4 separate regions of the Mus musculus genome follow, and regions 2, 3 and 4 are each linked to region 1. The links are chromatin contacts, called in public HiChIP or PLAC-seq and promoter capture Hi-C maps. All regions are on one chromosome and are shown on one strand. The core of a region is the stretch at or near the end of the contact, and the rest is flanking DNA. Distances in the headings are between cores, read along the strand shown.

Evidence for each region. Promoter capture Hi-C pulls out the DNA fragments that hold promoters and counts their contacts. HiChIP or PLAC-seq counts read pairs in DNA pulled down with a chosen protein or histone mark.
Region 2: a promoter capture Hi-C map of liver shows a contact between it and region 1. The contact joins the enhancer-like site here to the promoter of Tmem255a in region 1. A contact is called at or near these places in 8 of 39 promoter capture datasets (the C10 cell line, embryonic stem cells, liver and 4 more), 2 of 484 Hi-C or Micro-C datasets (cerebral cortex and embryonic stem cells) and 3 of 9 other capture datasets (adipose tissue, macrophages and pancreatic islet).
Region 3: a contact with region 1 is called in an H3K27ac HiChIP or PLAC-seq map of stem cell-derived neural progenitor cells, with 4 times the contacts expected there. The contact joins the promoter of Lamp2 here to the promoter of Tmem255a in region 1. A contact is called at or near these places in 10 of 39 promoter capture datasets (the 3T3-L1 cell line, the C10 cell line, the HPC-7 cell line and 7 more), 6 of 484 Hi-C or Micro-C datasets (cortical neurons, differentiating embryonic stem cells, embryonic fibroblasts and 3 more), 16 of 115 datasets of contacts at active chromatin or transcription factors (astrocytes, bone marrow-derived dendritic cells, cardiomyocytes and 9 more) and 5 of 9 other capture datasets (adipose tissue, embryonic stem cells, liver and 2 more).
Region 4: a promoter capture Hi-C map of liver shows a contact between it and region 1. The contact joins the promoter of Rhox11 here to the promoter of Tmem255a in region 1. A contact is called at or near these places in 17 of 39 promoter capture datasets (the 3T3-L1 cell line, the C10 cell line, the HPC-7 cell line and 8 more), 2 of 484 Hi-C or Micro-C datasets (nephron progenitors and neural progenitor cells) and 1 of 9 other capture datasets (liver).

The regions. Positions count from the first base shown.
Region 1 is chrX:38,250,673-38,254,233 of GRCm38.p6, forward strand. Tmem255a (transmembrane protein 255A) reads right to left here and starts at 1,809. Exons shown (of 10, transcript NM_172930.4): 1 at 1,572-1,809. The coding sequence starts at 1,629.
Region 2 is chrX:38,484,161-38,487,721 of GRCm38.p6, forward strand. No RefSeq gene overlaps it. Among named protein-coding and RNA genes, the nearest start is that of Lamp2, 29 kb to the left of the region's middle. Within about 2 kb of position 1,556, at least 6 of the 459 cell types and tissues checked have an H3K27ac peak or open chromatin away from gene starts, as enhancers often do. A contact at or near this core is called in liver, where this site is marked.
Region 3 is chrX:38,454,482-38,458,042 of GRCm38.p6, forward strand. Lamp2 (lysosomal-associated membrane protein 2) reads right to left here and starts at 1,979. Exons shown (of 9, transcript NM_001017959.2): 1 at 1,768-1,979. The coding sequence starts at 1,822. It overlaps LOC115489130 (a long non-coding RNA gene), which reads right to left and starts at 1,761. Exons shown (of 2, transcript XR_003953097.1): 1 at 825-1,761.
Region 4 is chrX:38,083,522-38,087,082 of GRCm38.p6, forward strand. Rhox11 (reproductive homeobox 11) reads right to left here and starts at 1,618. Exons shown (of 3, transcript NM_198598.2): 1 at 1,098-1,618. The coding sequence starts at 1,456.

The DNA.
Region 1 (3,561 bases), core at 559-3,058:
GGGTGGAGTGGGGGGCGGGGAGGGTACTGGAAAGTCTGGTACTGCTGGGTTCGGATTTGGACCCCAGACCTTGGCCTCATTTTGCATCCAGCACCAGATAACTACGACCTTAAAAATGAAAAGTGCAGGGCTTCTACTGACAGGCCTTCCACCGTTCAGATGATAACACTTTCGGGGGCCCTTGAACGAAATTTGTTGCGACTGAGTCTTTTGCAGGCAGCGGAGAGCTCACACTGGGCTCAATCTCCTTGCCCCTCCCCTGTGCATGTTCCAGCAAATTCATCGGAGAAGAGCTGAGAAGACTGAATGGCAGAGATTCGGGACAGAGGAGTTTTGCAGAATGTGAAATATGATAGAAACGACGAATTGGGCTAGATTAAAGTGACAATTTTTAAGTTTAGGTGGAATTATGGCTCCACAATCCCTTCACTCTTACCCAAGGCTCCAAATTAATTTCTTCTCCCAGCGAAGACTTAGGAAGGTGCCTAACAGCGAAAGGCAATTGTTTTGTTTTGTTTCGTTTTGTTTTTTATTTCTTAAAATTCGTTTGTAGCTACCGAAAAGCACCCTCGAGGGGCCTCCAAGTTGGTGCAAGACGGTAGCGGACCTCTAGATTTTAGGAAGGTGTTGAAAGGTGCCCCTCCCCCTTCATTCCGCTGAAGAGGAAAGCGCGACTTCAGAAGATGCGCGGGCTTGCGCTGGATCCTATTTTTCTAGTGCTCTCACCACCACCACCCCCCACCTCTCTCTCTCTCTCTCTCTCTCTCTCTCTCTCTCTCTCTCTCTCTCTCTCTCTCTCTCTCTCTCTCTCTCTCTCTCTCTGCGTTTGGAGTAGAATAGAAATCAAATTCAAGGACTGATCATTCTGCTACGTATGTCCAGGCTGTGCTGTCTTGAGTGATTCCCCAGGATTTCCCGTCCTGCCAGCATACCCTTTCTTCTACCCCCATTCCCTTGAGTAGCACCCCACCACCACCACCCCACCCCACACACCGGGTCTGCGAAGTGTAAATCAGCTCCCGGACCACTGCAGGTCTGAATTTCAAGATATCACCTAGAGTGAGTGAGTGTGTGTGTGTGTGTGTGTGTGTGTGTGTGTGTGTGTGTGTGTGAGTGTTGGGGGGGGGTAAGATCCTGCTTCTTCTAATTATCATTAGTCGTGATCTTAGAAGTGATGTGGACTTTGCAAAGAAGGAGCGTCGAATCGAAAGCAAAGGCACAGGTTTGGAGGAAGTGTTTTGATGCCCAGACAGCTGAGATTTACCACAGCTGCAAGTCTGTACACACACACACACACACACACACACACACACACACACACACACTCACATGCACTCCGGGCTAGGTAAGGCTACTCCAACCCTAGCTTGGCGCTCCAATCTCAAGCGCGTCACACTTGTCACAGCTGGGCCGCTCCCTTGGGGCTCTGGTCCACCTTCCAGATACTCGAGTTTGTGGACCCCCATCCCGGTTGCCCTCTCTCTGGCTGGCACTGGGGCAGGCAGGAGCTGGCTGTCCTGGGGACAACGCACTTACCCCCTTACTGCTGCCTCCCAGAGGACAGGACTTACCCATGGAATCGGGAAGGGACATGTCGCTGGACCGCTGCTGAGTCAGGGACTGATGCATGGTGAAAGCTGTCCAGTTGCCCCTGTCCCCGAAGCTGCTTCAAGAGCCCCTGGCTCAGGGCGCCCCGCAGAGCATCCTACTCTGCCGCTGCCTCTCTCGGTCTTCCCTAGCGCTGAGAGGGACTGACTGCCTCGGGTTGAGAGCTGCAGCCCAAGTGCCGCCTCCCCCTCCCTCCCCCTCTTCTCCCTCCCTCCTCTTCTGCCTCCCTCTGCTCCGGGAGGCAGCAGCATTGGCGTCCATGCAGCAGCGTGCGCTTGCGCAAGACCCCCCCTTTCTTCCTCCCCCCTCGGCCTCCCCATCCTAGTTATCCACCTCCCAGCCTGCCAGACAGGGAGACCGTTTCGCCCCTTGGGGCCAAAGCTGCGCAGAGAGAAAAAGGAGGCTTCAGCCTGAGGCCAAGGGGCCTTCTCCCAGTTTGAACAGAAGGTCTTGGGCGATCATCTTTTCTTTTACAAGATTCATAATTGGGGAGGGGGACAGAGTTAGAGGTTCGGAGCTGGAGAATGCACACAGTGACACAGACAGACAGGCACACACACACACACACACACACACACACACACACACACACACTTGTTCAGGTCTGATCTTACAGCTTCCAGAATAACATAATGGAGCTGGAGACAGTCCAGAAAAGGGCCACTCTATAATCAAAAGGATGGTAGTGGTTGGAGGGGGGGCAGAATGCCTTATGAAGATAGATTAAACAAATGCGCACTCTTTAGTCTAGAACGATGAAGGCTGAGAAGGGATGTGACCGGAGTGTATAAAATTATACAGTTAGAGACAGAGAACACAGCCTTATTCATCACAACTGATAATTTGAAAAGCAACAACCCCCCCCAAGAGTTATAAGGAGGTTCAGCTAAAGAAAACATGACACTCTATCAGTACCCCAGTTTGTATTTTTGTTCCAGGAGATTTTATATCAAGATAGGCTTTTTTAGACCATAGCAGCCGTGTAAGGGAGAAAAAGGAATGATCCATAGACCCATTTTGCAGATGAAGAAACTGAGTATCAGTTGAAACTCTCCATGCCTTTGCAGCTACTAAATTACAGAGGTGAGATGCAAACCTGGATATCAAATGCTCTTGCTAAGGAGGCAGGCTCTGTGGCCCTGCTTGCACAACTCCTAATTTAGGTTGTGAAGGCCTAGCCTTTAAGGGCTGAGACATCTCTCCAGCCCTGCTTCCACAACTCAATCCAAGCTAAGTGTAAAATTGTCCAGACAGGCTAGGGGGAGGGGGTCAATATACAAAGCATCTGTTTGGCAAGCCCGAGGTCTGAGTCCCATGCCCCTGCACCCAAGTGAAAAATCAGGTGCAACAGCACTTATTTGTAATCCCAGCCTTGGGGAGGCAAACACAGGAGGATTCCCCAGGGGTGCTGGCCAGTTCCAGGTCCAATGCGGAGATGCTGTCTCACAAAATAAGGTGGAGAGAGTGGTTAAGGACCACCCCTGACATCTACCTCTCATCTCGACAAACACACATGTTCATACATGTGCGCACCCGGGAGCGGCGCGCGCGCGCGCACACACACACACACACCCCTCCTGACTTGACCGTGAACCAACCGGGTGAAGGAAAGTACTGTGTTCCTCCCAGATCTGCCTTGCTAATCTGCTGCGAAACATTGTTTCCTTACCCAGGAAATGTAACCAAAGACCCTTGCCCTTTTCCACCTTCCAAAGGAAGAAAAGATTCTTCCTGAAGGTTAAAAGGAAGGCTTTTGTAAAGAACTTGGATACCCCAGGGGCCAGGTTGAATGCTTTGTCACGTATTATTAGCAGTTCTACACTACAGATGTGGTCTAAAGATCTGTGGCACATGTCCTAGATAGAGGCAAGATGGCCACTCTTGTAAAGATGTGTGTCTTAATCAAGCTTGGCGTGTAGGTCGTTCTTCAGGAGCTGCACAAAGGCCCAAGGA
Region 2 (3,561 bases), core at 306-2,805, 230 kb after region 1:
GCAGAGGATGGACTGACAAAGGACGTGGACCACACTCCTCAGGGCTAGACGCAGCACCCTTGCTGTTGCAAACTGGAGGAAGAGCGTTTCCTCTCAGCACTCACCTCTGTAAGACTCCGAAGACAGAAATAACAAGCTCAGTAAGAAAGGAACCTGTGGCACATGCCGTAAGGACACGTGTAACAGACGTTTCTTGAACATACCAGAGAGTCACAAGCACTTGGTGTGCCTCATCCATTAAGTGCTGAGGAGACACAATAGAGAAAGGACTATTAGAGAAGAACCCTGAGGAACAGAAATAACGTTACCAATGCTGCTTCTGCAAGGTCTACTTGAGAACCCAGCAGAGGATGCACTGGCAAAGGACGGGAATGCCTCTCTCAGCATCTAGAGATAGAATTCAGGGGATGCACACAATGTGAAAGGAAAACAGAGCATAATCGTCTAAAGCAGTGGTTCTCAGCCTTCCTATAACTGAGACCCTTTAATATATGTCTTAGGGTTTATACTGCTGTGAACAGACACCATGACCAAGGCAAGTCTTATAAAACACAACATATAATTGGGGCTGCCTTACAGGTTCAGAGGTTCAGTCCATTATCATCAAGGCAGGAAGCTTGGCAGCACTCAGGCAGGCATGGCACAGGAGGAGCTGAGAGTTCTACATCATCTGAAGGCTGCTTGCAGAATACTCACTTCCAGGAAGCTAGGACTAGAGTATTAAAGCCCACACCCACAGTGACACACGTACTCCAAGGCCATACCTGCTAAGAGTGCCATTCCCTGGGCCAAGCATATTCAAACCATCACAATACACTTCCTCATATTGTGGTGACCCCCAACCATAACATTGTTTTCGTTGCTACTCCATAATGGTAAATTTGCTACAGTTAAGAATCATACTGTTGAAAGATCCTGGCAGAATGTAAAAGGACACAGAAGCCCTGAAATTGGCAAGATAGACGTCAGTGTTAGCAGAACTAGCTTCACTGATTTAGAAAAATAGAGGTGCACAATGCTCTGGCCACTCCTTGAACCTGTGTGTCTGCCAATGTTCTGACCAGGTGTGTGCCCATTGCTGCACCTTCATTAGACTCTTTCCTTGTACCCCTCCCATACTCATTTCTTGAGAATAGACATTGTTTAGATCTGGAAATCCCCTAATCTCCCCCTTCTCCTTTCCCCCCTGAGGGCCTATAAAAACTGGGAACTCTTTCCCCTCGAGGTCGACTCCTCTACCCCTGCGTGGGATATGAGTCGTCCACAGAGCTCTGGCTTTCCCCGAATAAAGCCTCATGTGGTTTGCAACAAGCTCAATCTGTCGTGAGTTCTTGGGTATCCGCTATTGTCCTGAGGCCTGAGAGAGGGGCTCCTCTCGGAGTCTTTCATTTGGGGGCTCGTCCCGGGATTGGCGTGACCACCCACATCTCCGAAGACCCAGTTGGAGGTGAAATTTTTTGTCCAAAATATTTCTGTAAGCCGGCTAGGTTCTGTGCTGAAATTTGCAGCCGCAACGTCGACCTTTGCCTCGGGATGAGGCACTGAGTGTAAACAGCAGACGTGCTGGAATCACCGGCTGCTGTTCGCTCTGGGGGACGCCCTGAGCGAGGGGAAGGACTCTAGGAGTCCGTCTGGGGCAGGGAGTGTACTCCCTCGACCATCTGTATTTCTGATGCCCTGAGCGAGGGGAAGGACTCTAGGAGTCCGTCTGGGGCGGGGAGTGTACTCCCTTGACCATCTGTATTTCTGAAGCCCTGAGCGAGGGGAAGGACTCTAGGAGTCTGTCTGAGGCGGGGAGTATACTCCCTTGACAATCTGCATTTCTGAGTTGGTTTTGTCTGTTTGATGGAAAACAGGCATCTGTCAGTGTGTGTTTGTTTTTTTTTTGTGTCTGTTTTCAGGCATTTGTCAGTGTGTATTTGTTTTTTGTGTCTGTTTTCAGGTATTTGTCAGTGTGTGTATGTGTGTTTTCTGTGTTTGTTTTGTATTTTCCATGGTACTGGACGGACTGTAACAACCCCCCTAAGTTTGACATTAGACCACTGGACTGAAGTTAGATCAAGGGCCCATAATCTTTCAGTAGAAATTAAGAAGGGACCCTGGCAGACTTTCTGCGCCTCCGAGTGGCCGACTTTTAATGTAAAATGGTCACTGGAAGGGACTTTTGGTTTACTCTTTATCTTTGAGGTTAAAGCCATTGTTTTTCAGAGTAAACCTTGGTCCCACCTGGATCAACAGCCTTACCTCATTCAGAATTCACCGCCATAAATCAAACCATGGGTTCCCCCACGCCTCTCAGAGCCCTCCCCCGGCTGCTCCCATGCACTGGAGTGGGTCAGCACAGTGCCCTCCCTTTCTGCCCTAAGAAGCAGTCCCTGCACCCGGCTCTGAGATTGCTAAAGGCACAGTCTGAGGACCGAGGACCTACAGCTGGGACCCGGAGCCGACAAGCCCAGAGTCCCCCAGCAGATGAAGCTCCTGACGCCACTTCTGCCTTTTCCTTTGCGAGCTATGGGCAACCTGCCCACAGACAGGCAGTTTCTGCAGACCCTCCAATATTGGCCTTTTTCATCGGCTGATCTGTACAATTAGAACACTGGGTTCCCTCTGGACCGGCCAGATTAGAACTACAACACGGCGCAAGGTAAGGAGAGGTTGACAGTTTACTGGCCAGGCTCTAGTCTAAAGGGAGCGATGAGACGCCCCACCAATTTGGCTAAGGTAAGAGAAGTGATGCAGGGCCTTACAGAGCCCCCATCTGTTTTTCTAGAAAGATTGATAGAAGCTTATAGATACTATACTCCTTTTAACCCGACCTCTGAGGGTTAACAAGCCGCGGTTGCTATGGCTTTTAAAGATTACATGCCATGGCTTTACAAGATTTAGTTAAGGAGGCAGAGAAGGTGTATCACAAGAGAGAAACAGAGAGAGAATACAGGAGAGGAATTTAAGCAGGATTTTGGCGGCAGTAGTAGGGGAACGTGAAGGAAGGAACAGGCCAGAGAATAGACAGACAGGGTATCTGGGCAACAAGGAACCCAGACCTGAAAGAAGATCTGTCCAGAAGATTTTAGAGAAGGACCAATGTGCCTATTGCAAGGAAAAAGGACATTGGGCACGAGAATGCCCAAAGAAAAAGGGAAGGGCCCCTAAGGTCCTGACTCTGAAAGATGATAAATAGGGGAGACGGGGCTCAGGCCCCCTCCCCGAGTCTAGGGTAACCCTGATGGTGAAAGAGACTCCCATGGACTTTTTAATTGACACAGGGGCAGAACATTCTGTGTTGAAACATCCACTGAGAAAATTAAAAAAATAAAAGAACCATAGTGATTGGAGCCACTGGTCAGAAACAATATCCCTGGACCACTGCACGCACTGTAGATCTGGGGAAAGGCCAAGTGAGTCATTCCTTCTTGGTCATTCCTGAGTGTCCCACACCGCTTCTAGGAAGAGATCTTCTGACTAAATTAAAGGCCCAGATCAGATTTACCTAAGAAGGGCCGAGAGTAACTTGGGAATCTCCCACCTCCGTAGTCTTAGCCCTGCAGCTTGAGGAAGAGT
Region 3 (3,561 bases), core at 729-3,228, 200 kb after region 1:
TAGTAAGCGTCTTGGGAGTCACGGGAGGAGCCCACTGGATGCTGTGCTCTCACATTTGGCACTGCTGATGTTGAAAGAGAGAACTCTTTCTTGAGAGGGGCTGTTCCTGTCCTTGCAAGCAGGTTAGCAGGATCCCTGGCCTCTATCCACTCGAAGCTGCCCAGTGGGACACACAAAAATTCCTCTGGACTACATATATCTATACAAATACTTATAAGCATCTAATAACAAAAAAACAGAAGGCATGGGTTTGAATAAGGGAAGGGAGAAGTATATGGGAAGATTTAGAGGTGGAGAAGGGAGGGGGAAATATAATTGAAATACAATCTCAAAAAAAAAAAAACCTCAAAAGCTATTATGGAAAAAAATTAATGCCTCTAAGAAGATATTGCCAAATGCCCACTGTGTAAGAACACACTGTACCAGTTGATTCTATCCCACCAACATGTGAATTACAAATGCAATTCTTTTGCTTTCTCAAAGCCCCCTCAATAGGCCTATCTCCAGCCCATTCTGGTGGGTCTTTTTCTTCTATCTCTTTATTAAAGCACAAACAGCAGAAGGCACAAGGTAACAAGGAGCAGAGTAAATCAGGTCAGGAGGACACTGGGATCAAAGTTCAAGCCTAGGCTGTTATGGACTCTCAAGTCTATTGGGACAGATCACAAACAACCAACATTATTAACCCAGCAACTCTTCCCACCACTTTAAAACCACGACTAAGCTGACCTGTAGTGAGGAAAAAAAAGAAGCAGAAAAAAAAAAAAATCCAAGCGGTTGTGAAGAAAATGGATTGAATATACAAAGCTCAGATACACAATTACCATCTTGGAAGCTCCCCGGCTTTAGCATCTAGGGGTATTTCTGTCCGGTGTCTGGCTGGGAGGAAGTAGCGAAAGTTATTCGAGAAAAACAAACAAAGCAACAAAAATCAAGCAAACCAACAACAATAACAAAAAAAAAAAAAAAAACAAAACGAAACAAAAAAACCGAGATCCTCACCACCTTTAAGTCAGATACTCACCCCCCACCAAAGTTATCAACTCATCCCTTTAGTCTCCAGAGGTTGGATATAACTTTTCTTTCCGGAAGTTACTCCAGCCCCAGTCACTATATGTATATGTATGTACGTGTGTGTGTATCCCTTCACTCTCAAAACTCCAAGGCCATTCCTTAGCTCTTCAATCACTGCTTCTCCCAGCCTCAAGTCCTACCTACAAAGCTCCCAAAACGGTGTCTCTGTCCCTTGGGCCCTACTGTCCTATCTACCTACCCCCCTATGCCCTCCCCCTCCCCAATAATTTCACGAGGGTACAGCGCCTTCCGTTCCAAATTCATTTCTCGCTCTACACTTTTTTTTCACCATCTTTAAAACTCTCCCCTGATCCAGGAAACCAAGCCTCCCCGGTGTCTGCTCCCCGACTCTTTTTCCAAGTTGCTCTCTCTAGCCCAGAGGTCTAGAACTCTGCGCTCCTCTTGCCTAATCCCTTGACGTCGTCCTCCCTCGTCCCCTTACTTGCCCCGCTGTTACTCTCAGAGGCCCTCCTGGCGGGCCATCCCACGGCCAGGCCTTCCTCCAGGTCGTGTGTCCCCCCCTCCCGGCCCCCCCGCGTCCCCCCTCCGCCGCCGCCTCGGGCCGCCGCCGCCCAGTGTCAGCTGTTCGGTCTCTCAAAGCCTTCTCAAAGACCAGTCTTTCAGGTTGTGGCCTTTGAAACTCCCCGATCCCCCGGGCCCGGCTCAAAGACACCAGAGGGCCCGAAAACTCACCTAGGAACAGAAAGATCAGGATGAGCTTTGCGCCTTTAACCGGAGAGAGGCACATCGTGATCCCTCAGGCCAGGCGACCACCGGACCGACAATTCCAACGAATCCCCTCGCAGCCCTGCGGAAGCGAAAGCACGAGAGACCACCGACCGAGGCACCCAGGCACCGCAAAAGCCTGGACTCGCCGCTTCAGCTGGAGTCATAAGACCAGGGGCGGGGTTCTTTATTCCTTTCAGCCAATCAGCATGCTTAGAAACTGAGAGGGAGGCGGTGATGTCCGGGCAGGAGGGCGGCGTGGCCACGCCCTGGCTTTTTGGTTCACAGCCATTATTAAACTAGAAAGAGTTGTGCGAGGAGGGCATTTTTTTAAGGCTAGCAGGAAAGGAGGAACTTTGATGCTTGTAGACAGTGGGTTATTTCTATTCTAGGTCCTTGAGAACAAACAGCATCATTTTTTCTGGCAACAAAACGGCTGCTAGGCCTCTCAAGATATATATGTATGTAAATTTATATATGAAAATATATGTAAAAAATAATACACGATTATTCAAGTATAGAGACCACCTACACAGTTTATACTATAGGTGGATAGGGAAGCTAGGGGGTATGGAGTCATTAACGACCAGATCAGACCATGCTCTTGAAGTTCAAAGTTATAACACTCTCTTTCCTTGATGGGGAAATTGAAGTCAGAAAGAGGAAGCATATTTTTAAATAGAGGAAGAAAAAAAGAGAGAGAAATAAGAATAGAAGGAAATCAAGATCACTCCCATTACTACCCAGAGACACTCTTTACAAAATACATAAACTCCCAGATATTTTTCTATCTGGAATACAAATACAGTTAATGTTCTCTAATGAGTTCATACTAACCCGTATTCTGTACGCTTGCCAAGTGAACAGTAAACAAACATGTCTCAAAACAACAGAGGAAAACAACATTAACGTAAAACTCCAGAGTTGGAATAAAGCAATGACCTTCAAATGTTGCTTCCCAAAACACACACACTCACACACACACACACACACACACACACACTCTTCTCAGGGATTTTGGAAGTAGTTTTTGTTTTGTTTATTTTACCTGATGATGCCTTAGAGACTCTGAAACAAATGCCCTTTTTCCTACAAGCTTACTGTTTGTTTGAGGTTTAATCCTCACTAAGTTGCCTAATAGTTTGACCTTACACTTAAAGTATAGCTGTAGTTCAGGTGGCACTTGAACATATGATTCCTCTGCCTCGGCATGCCTAGTAGCTTGGATTGCAGGGTTTCTCCTCCCATCCTGTCTTATTCCTTTACTAAACAAACACCTGGGGTGATTCTGATGCTGAGGCCCATGAACTGCACTTAGAAAAGTACTAAAAGCCGTGGTGGCGCATGCCTTTAATCCCAGCACTCCAGAGGCAGAGGTAGGCAGATCTCTGTGAGTTTGAGGTCAGCCTGTTCTACAGAGCAAGTTTCAGGACAGCCAGGTTCTGTTTGCACAGAGAAACCCTGTTTCAAAACAAACAAACAAATAAAAAGACAAAGAGAAGCTCTAAAACATAGCTTCAAAGTCATGCAGTTTGGGAGATCTTTAATCTGTGGCTCTATTTAAAAATAAGCTTAAGAAGAGATTTGTGGGGGCAGTTTAGTGAATTCTCAGAAATTCCATGAGACACTGGTGAGGATTTTTCTGTGGAACTTTATAGATTTAGTTAATTCTACCCCAGTCCCCCACTCCAACCCAAATATTCATAACCACAAATCTGCATTCTGTTGTTGTTGTTGTTTTTGACAGGGTCTCCCTACATG
Region 4 (3,561 bases), core at 368-2,867, 170 kb before region 1:
CAAGCATGCAACCCCAGTCCTCCAGGAGAGGTCTCCTCGTGGGGGGACTAAGAGCTAAACAAACCCCAGACCTGAAGACAGCTAGGGAAAGGGGCCTCAGACGAGTAAGAGGGGAAACCTTCTGCTCCTTCTTCACCTTCTTCACCTGAGACAAAGGCCTAGTGGGCCTTTTCTCCTGCCTTTGGCTGACCACTGCAGTCTGGTCAGGTACGTTCAAAGCCTGTCCTGATCATATTTCAGTTTACATGAAGCTATGAACCTGTCAGCTTGCCTTTCTTTGTCTAAAACGACTAGTCTAAGAATGAGCAGTTTTGGTAGGCTGACACATACACCCCCAGATGAAAAAAAAACATTTCATTTTCAGATGCCCCTATCTACTTAGTAGAGGGGCATCTCTCTGCCTGCCTTGCCTTGCACCAGTCTTATTTCCGTTTTAATAGCTTTGTTACCTATTGCTGCCTGCCGAGTCTGGAACCTTTCCTGCCTTTCAATTCTTTAACCGATAGAGAAAACAAATTCCACTCAGAACCTCTCGATAATAACTCTCCCCAACCACCAGCACAAAGTTAGCTGAAAACTTCGTGGGTTTAAGGCCGAGAGGGGAAGGAGGTCAACCCTGCTGCCAGTAATCTCAGCTAAGACAAGAGGCTGAGACAGGAGGGTCAAAAGTTCAAGGACGGCGAGCAGGGATACAGAGTTGATTCAAGGCCAGCCTGCACAACTCAGACAGACCCCGATTTAGATTTAATAAAACTAAAGAGAGGCTGTGACCACCCTGGTAGCCCTCGCAACAAAATGCATGCAGGGGGCCTGCCACTGCTTTGCAAAACCCTCCACTACTGCCGTGTAGGTTTAGTTAGGTTTTATTCAGATTCAGTCTTTGTTACGGCTTGAGCTCGCTAGAGGGCGCACTCCCGCCGCGTCCGCTGAGGCTATGTCTCCTGAAGCTCTGAGGAGATTGTACCTCAGGGACAAAGGTATGCCACTGTGAGTGAATCTATGTGCTGAATCTCAAAGACTTTAAAACATTTTAACAAGAGTGGAAAGGGGTCAGGGGAGAGGAAAAAGAGCCCGAGGGACAAACCCGGAACACACACCTTTTGAGGGCATCTGGATACTGATTTTCTACGAACACTGCTTGCAGTTCCCACAGCTGTCCAGGTGTAAATCTGTATGCTTTCCGAGGAATCCTGAATAACGACTGCTCACTGGTCTCGGCCACCTTACTGGTCTCCTCTGGCTCTTCTCGCCCAGTGTCCTGAGTGTTAGGCATGACACAGCTATGCTCGCCTATAGAGCTCTGGTGGCCCTCTTTCGGGATGCCTGTTACTTCATCGGCGAAGCCGCCACTGTTTGATGTGTAGGCCACCTTTTCCTCGGGTTCAGTCGTGATTTCTTCCTCACAGAAGCTCATCCCATAGTAGTCGTAGTCGAAGTAGAAGTACTTACGGGACATGATCTATGCTCGTCAGAAGGCACACTCTTGTGGTTTCCAATGGGGCTCTGCTCCTTGAAGCCCTCTAAATTGTTACCCTAGGCTACACACGTTCCTCTCTGACACAGACACTCGTCCTCCTCCACCGATGCTACTGGCTTTCAACTCACAAACCTGTGTGAGGCTCTAGTTTAGGCACACACGGGGTAGAACTTTGTGTGAATCTGCCCTATAGAATAAGACAGTTGTCATAAACGGGCGTGGCAAAAAGGGCGACTTAAAACAGAACGTTAGTTTTCTAACTCATATGAGAAGTGAAGCCCTAGTTGGATCTCAGTTAAGGAGTTTCCCTGGGTCTAAGACAGGATCTTGACTATGGCTTAGAATGCATTTTAGGCTGATTTAGATGTGAAGGCAGAATATCAATAAAAATAAGATAACTAAATAAACTACCGTTTTAGGATATAATTTCCTATTTTTATGTGACCCTAAATAAAGCTTCATCTCTTTGTACTACCTATTATTTGAAGCATTCTCATTATGTAAATTATGAAGTCAAAATAATGGAACAACTCTGAAAAAATGTTGGCTGATCCTTTCCATCCTAGAAAGCCAAATTAGGCCATGATTTAATTTTGTATAAAAAAAAATAAAAGCATATGTGTGTAAATATAAAGATGTGTTTGCAATTTTAACAAAGAATATAATTATATGTATATGATGTATATGTATTTTTGTTGTATCCACCAGAGAAGAATACTTGGACACCAGTTTAAGTGTTTGTGACCCCAGTATAGCTCCCAGATTGTCTCAGGATGAGCTACCAAACATAAAAAACACATCCTGGGCTGACATATTTCAATTAACAAGAAGAGTTAGCCAGAAGCAGAACTACAGAAGCCAAAAAAGCAAGGTCAGTCCATTTGGAGACTTTCCCAAAACTATGGACTTTGATAGATTAGATCTTTGTTTTTATTTTGATGAAGGGTACTGTCTATGTGCTTAGTTTTATTACCTGAATGGTACTTCCATCATGGAGTTAGTTGTGCTAATGTCTGGGGCCCTTTTATAGTATATAAAGTAAAAGTCTTCATGGTTCATTATTAGTCAGTGTTTGATTTGGGTACAAGTGTTTTGTGCCTGTTTACCTTTGATCACATAAAATTTCAGGTCCAAAAAGGTCACAGTTTAAAATGTTTAGGGAGGTCTTCTTTAGTGTACCAGGGAGCCTTCCAGAACAGAAGGTTGTCGTTTTGTTTGTTTGTTTGTTTTTTATGGCCTAAACTTTAATTACTTTCAGGAGTCACTGGGTATCCAGAATTTTCTGAAGCCATATCCACAAACTACAAGGTTAGGAGATTTATAGGGTCCATGAGAGGCCATCATTCTGCCTACCACTCTTATTCCTGGCGACCTTACCCCAAGCTGCAAGGGTGACTTCAGTTGAATCTTGCTAAGGCAACCTGCTTGTTCCTGCTTCTCTATCTATGATCTGGAAAGTGTCTCTTGGTGACTCTTCATTAGCCTTTTTCTTGTGTCTCCATCTGAGAGACGTATCTAAATTCCTCTACAGTGCCAAGACAGTCAGTAGCATTAGCTAGCAAGCTCGACACCTTGGCTCTAACATCACAAAACTTACTCTTACCATTTTCTTACTTTTGTGCCATGTACCCTTTTCTGTGCTTTCTTCAGTGTACCCAAGATGCCAGAGGCTTTTTTTTTGTTTGTTTGTTTGTTTGTTTTTTTTGTTTTTCGAGGCAGGGTTTTTCTTTATAGCCTTGGCTGTCCTAGAACTCACTTTGCAGACCAGGCTGGCCTCGAACTCAGAAATCTGCCTGCCTCTGCCTCCCAAGTGCTGGAATTAAAGGGGTGCTCCACCACTGCCCGGCACAGAGGCTTCTTTTGAAATATGATTTGAAGGACGGCAGACTTCTTCCTGACATCTTGTGCGAGATATGTTTTCTGAAGTCTTGGGAGGCACTTCCCTTGTCTGTGGCCTTGATTGTTAGCTTAACCGGATTTAGAATTACCTAGGATGCACACTTGAGGGAGATGGTGAGGTAATTCTAGAGAGAATTATCCCTCAATATGGGTGACTTATTCCAACTGGAAAACCAGATATAATG